Linked DNA regions of Sus scrofa: region 2 is linked to region 1. A link is a contact called in public Hi-C data. All regions are on one chromosome and are shown on one strand. The core of a region is the stretch at or near the end of the contact, and the rest is flanking DNA. Distances in the headings are between cores, read along the strand shown.

Region 1 (2,700 bases), core at 68-2,567:
CTAGTATAAACCTATGGTTTTAAAAACCACTGACATACAGTAGCATCACAATTACTAAGAATCTTGCTTATAGTAAAACAAAGTACCCCTGCAATATGAAATGCTAGGGTCTGTAGTACCATTGGCAATTAAAGAGTATGGACTTAATGGTGACTGAAAAAAATTCAACTGCTGTAGAATTTTGAAAAAATAAAATGGCAGGGGCAGATTAATCACTATCAACTCAAGGAATATTGAGAAAAATAGAATTTCTACAGTGATGGTGATGTTGATGTTTAGGGAGATCCTTATGTCACAGGTCAGACTATGCTGAAAACCAAACCTAGATTCTTTGTATAAGGGAGGGAGAGCTACAAAGGATATGGTGTTCATTGCTTCAACAAGTTGCCAATTTTTAGGTCAGCATCTTCATAGGAAAAATGTAAGACCTTGAAATCTGGGGTGGAGACTTTGGGTGGACAATCCTGAGAAACTCAAAACTGCCTACTTTATTGAACCCCTGACTTTCTGGGCTGTTGGAAGCAGCTCCCTACCCTACCAGAGGGAGAGCAGTCTATCTTGCTTGGAAACACTGCAGACATCTTATTTAAAGCAGATTCTTTGCAACAGCTTATCCTCCAAAATATTTGTCTCTCCACACCATTTATTGTCTATGTACCACTAAACAAGATACATTGGCACAACTTAAGTAGAAAAATGTGAGTCCAAGTCTGATGAAAATAGCAAACTCTCCAAAGGAAAAGTAGGACTTAGCTAATGTGTACAGCAAGAACTTGAGGAAATACATTTGACCAGAAGAGGAAAAGTATGACTGTAAAGGGAAGAATTTAGTAACTTGAGAACACTCACCCTTGATATATTAACTTGGCAGTGACACTTTGAGCCAATTATAGAACCAAGCTGGGATAATCCTTTTGAAGTTTGTACACAATGATAGTCTACTGTAAGTTAGGTAAACTGCCTTGGTAAAATATTGAAGAAGTCAGAAGGCTCAGAGAAGTGAAAATTTGAGATGGATTTATTATGTAAAACAAAACAAAAAAAATGCCACTTCACCATCTACTTCTTTTCCCTCAGGAGAATTTATGGAAATATTCACTTTTATGTCAGTAAGGAATGATAGGGATTAGATGGGAAAGAGAAAATGCATGGGCATCTTTATGAAACGCAGTAGTGGTTTCCTGAGCAGGCTGATATAAGCAAAAAGAATCCCTTTCACAGAATTCTGGACTATCAGAGACCAGGTAGCAGTACTTAACCATCAAAGCAAGGTAGATGTAATTGTTATAATGGGCAGCAAGATCAGAGTAGCAATCAGGGTGCCTTGACCCTCAGAGATCTGTGGGATGATTGAAAGATCATACTGTTCTAGGCACAGATGATAGAGTGTTACATAACTTTCATAACAAGAAAAAAAAGTGTTCTGCCAAGCAAAAGCCTGATGTCAGCCACCAGAATAGAAAGTTGCAGTTTTTTTATCCAAGTTCCAGATGTATGACATTGCGCAGATCCAAAATCCATTGATTAAAAGGAATCCTGTACCCCTAGAGGAAGTACATAGTGATACCACTATTAGAATATAAAATAAATATCTGCTTACTCTTTCCCCAAAGAGATCTATGACCATTTTCCATGTACTTAGAAAAGAAGAATGTCTATACTTATGAGAACTTTTGGATATGAAATCTAAGCTGACACTAGTAACAGGGAATTCAAAATGTTACTTTGGATCCCTGTTTGGGGATATTACAAGCCACCTGATAAATAGTGTCCTGGCCCAAGATCATCTCACACTAAAATACAGGGTCTTCGAATTGACCTGGTTATCATTTCCCTAGTCTCTGAATTCATACATCACAGCAACTGGCAGAAGCTTCCTTCACATTATTTCTCTGACGTGTGTAGTAAAAGGCTAAGCAAAATTTCTTAAAACTCTATCACCTTCCCTGGAAAGTGGTTTCATTAAAATGAAGCAATACTATATCCCAGATAGATTGGGAAGAATTAGTGTCACCCTCAAAGTTTTAATGAATGCAAAGGTAGAGGTGCCAATCATATCCTCATTTTATTTATGTTGATTCCATAACATCCAAATGGGTTTTGATGGATAGTAGTGGGTTTCTAGCATTTAACTTAGTGGCAGCAAAAGCTCAGTTGCCAGTCCAGTCATGATATCTAATAAGAGAGTTTAATACAGTCCTGGAACTTAGTATGCAGCTGTTAATGTGAAGAGTACATTCACAAAAGCTGCTCAATTTCTGTAGGAAGGACAGACGTATAAGTTAAGTGTCCCCAAGACAAGTTAAACTCTTCTGCTTTGTCACAGTATGGTACACAGAGGACATAACCATTTTGATATTGTGCAGAATATCACACTACTCCACCACTGAAAGGAGTGACTATTTAATATCAGATACAATAACTTTTGAACATATAGCATTACAAAAGATGGAGCTCCTGTTGTGGCTCAGCAGTAATGAACCCAACTATTATATCCATGAGGATGCAGGTTTGATACCTGGCCTCACTCAGTAGGTTAAGGATCTGGTGTTGCTGTGAGCTGTGGTGTAGGTCACAGAAGCGGCTTGGACCTGGTGTGGCTGTGGCCGGGAGCTACAACTCCACTTTGACCCTTAGCCTGGGAACTTCCATATGCTACGGGTACAGCCCTAAAAAGAGAAAAAAAAAAAAAAAGATAAA
Region 2 (2,983 bases), core at 14-2,513, 170 kb after region 1:
GGTGTTATAGGGATCAGTGATTTGTTCGTTTTTATTGTTGAGTGGTATCCACTGTTGTCAGAGATAACGATTCCTTCCACTTTATTATCCTTTTCAAGATTTTTTTTTAACTATTCTAGTTTGACTTTCCATATAAATTTTAGAATAATTTTATCTGGGTCTAAAAAAAAACTTGCTAAATTTTTTATAAGAATTGCATTAAACCTATGGCTCAATTCTGGGAGAGGTGAATCTTCTTTTCTACATTGAGTGTTCCAAACTATAAATATATGTTTCTCCTTTTATTTGGGTCTTTTTAAAAATGTTTTATTAGAGTATAGTTGTGTTACAATGTTGTGCCAATTTCTGATGTGCAGCAAAGTGACCCATTAATACATATAGATACATTTCCTTTCTTAAATGAACTTAAAAATATGGAATGCTTCACAAATTTGCCTGTCATCCTTGCACAGGGGCCATGCTAATTTTCTCTGTATTGTTCTAATTTTAATGTATGTACTGCCAAAGCAAGCATTATAAGATCTTTTTTTATAATTTCTTCCATCGGTATTTATAATTTCCACAAGGATTTTGTAGAAATTTTATTGTATTTATACCGAAGTATTTAATTTTTATTGGAGTGATTATAAATGTTCTATAGATATGCATTATTAGCATATAGAAACAGATTGATTTTTGTGTGTTGGTCTTATATCCAGTAGCCTCGCCTAAGTGACTTATTAGTTCTAGGATATTAGGTTTATTTGTTTGGATGGTTTTTGTTTTGTGTTGTAGACTTCTTGCTGTTGTTGACATAGGCAATCACGTAATTTAAAATTGGAGACAAATTTTCTTCCTTTCTAATCTGTATGCTTTTTACAAGCATAGCTCAGAAATACTACAGGTTAGGTTCCAGACCAATTTAATTAAGCAAACATTCCCATCAAGTGAGTCACACAGATTTTTTGATTTCTCAGTGAATGTAAAATTTATGTTTATACTGTTGACAGAAATAATCAATAAACAATCTATAATAAGGTTAGAAAAGAATATTACTGGAGCCAACCTGGAGACTATAGCCCAGAGACACAGATTCAAGAAGCACTTGAATTGTGTTCTGCTGGACTACAAAATAGGGGAGGCTTATAAAAATAGAAACTGCAAAATTATGTAAGTTGTTTGTCAAGAGTTATAATTGGAGCTGGCAAGAAATAAGAGTGCTTGTTAAGCTAGCATTGGTTGGGGTCCGAAATGGTTGCATAGTTACAAGGAGAAACCTTGAGATCATAAGGTTGCAGCTGGCAGCTGCTAGCAGATGCTATTTTGAGAATGGCTGGTGGTGTCCTTGAGTATGAAAGTGTTCAGAACATTCAAGTTCTCAGTGATGCAGGAATATATCTGAAACTACATACACATGACCACCTTGCTCCATTTTGGATGCCTGAACCACAGTTTCTCCATTTTAATTTTTAAATGCATTCTTTTCTTTAACAGATACAGCAGGTATACAGTGTATGTTTGACAGCCCTAAGACATGTTGTACTAGTTAACATCAGGTTCAAGTCAAATCATGTATAAGGTAGAATGACTTTCACATACCTCAACATGTGAAAATTTCTTCCATCAACACTATACTGTAGTCTCTTATGTGTTCAATAGAATTATCTATAAAAATAATGCATATATCTTAATTTTAAAATACTTAATTGCTAAAAAGTGCTATCATCTGAGCTTTCAGTGAGTTATAATCTTTTTTTTTTACTGGTGAAGGGTCTTATATCCACTGATCACCACTTGATTAGTCAGTTGTTGGCTGCTGACTAATCAAGGTAGTGGTTGCCAAAGGTTGGGTGGTTATGGCAATTTCTTAAAATAAGGCAATAATGAAGTTTGTCCATCAATTGACCCTTTCACTGGAACACTAAAAACCATTGTGGGGTTATTAAGTGGCCTAATTTCAATAATCTTGTGTTTCAGAGAATAGGCAGGCCCTCAGAGAGGAAGAGAAACAGAGGAACAACTGGTCAGTAAAGCATCCAGAACACATACAACATTTATTAAGTTTGCCATCTTATATGGGCACAGTTTGTGGTGCCCCAAAACAATTACAATAGTAACATCAAAGATCACTGATCACAGATCACTAGAACAAATATAATAATAATGAAAAAGATTGAAATTTTTTTGAGGATTACCAAAATGTGACAGAGAGACACTAACTGAGCAGATGCTGTTGGGAAAAAAAAGTCAAGTAGATTTGCTTAAAGAGTGCCAGCAACCTTCAATGTGTAAAAAAAAAAAAAAAAAAAAAAAAATGTAGTATGTGCAAAGTTCAGTAAAGTGAAGCACAATGAAATTAAGTATACTTTTGCTTTGTTTTCTTACTTTTTAAAGTGTGCTGTTATATATAGATAGATGAAGATACCAAGAGTTCTAAAAATATATACCTACACAATTTTATTTTCTATAAATAATAGTTTTAATAAAATGAAATATAGAAAGAAAATTACACTGTAAACTATCTCTAAACTGTATTATTTTGTAATCACTTCAAGTCAGTCCCCAAAAATGACATTAATAAGTTGGGAACACATTTCTGTGGGTAAGTTTCGCTCAACTGTATCAAGTATGTTGTTAAAATTATTTTTCTTCTCTCAACAACTAATTTCTTAGAAACAAATCAGAATAAATTGAATCTATTATAGTCTGTAATCTTAATCAAGAGGTTTTTATTTTAATCACTTCAAATATAAATGAGTATTCTTATGATTACCACAAATTAATTATAGTCAAGAGTTTGGATCTGTTATGAAATTAAAACTCTATAAATTCTTTTTTTAATGTCTAAATGAGAGAAAGTAATATTACAAAAGTTTCATTTTATCTTTTAGCAATACCTTCAAAAATAAAATTTCATACAAGGCTAACTTTGTCTTTGCACAGGGAACTCTTGCTTTGCCAAATGGTTGAAATCAGGGCTTTATACTGTGGATTTATTATTAAT

The links. A called contact is a pair of places that touch in the nucleus more often than the background predicts.
Region 2: a contact with region 1 is called in a Hi-C map of skeletal muscle, with 2.9 times the contacts expected there. The contact joins two enhancer-like sites. A contact is called at or near these places in 4 of 47 Hi-C or Micro-C datasets (heart right ventricle, psoas muscle and skeletal muscle) and 1 of 2 datasets of contacts at active chromatin or transcription factors (skeletal muscle).

What each region holds. Positions count from the first base shown.
Region 1 is chr15:92,724,619-92,727,318 of Sscrofa11.1, forward strand. All of the region lies in intron 5 of LOC106506297 (a long non-coding RNA gene), which reads left to right. Among named protein-coding and RNA genes, the nearest start is that of GULP1, 260 kb to the right of the region's middle. Within about 2 kb of position 1,318, at least 3 of the 83 cell types and tissues checked have an H3K27ac peak or open chromatin away from gene starts, as enhancers often do. A contact at or near this core is called in skeletal muscle, where this site is marked.
Region 2 is chr15:92,891,033-92,894,015 of Sscrofa11.1, forward strand. No RefSeq gene overlaps it. Among named protein-coding and RNA genes, the nearest start is that of GULP1, 96 kb to the right of the region's middle. Within about 2 kb of position 1,264, at least 4 of the 83 cell types and tissues checked have an H3K27ac peak or open chromatin away from gene starts, as enhancers often do. A contact at or near this core is called in skeletal muscle, where this site is marked.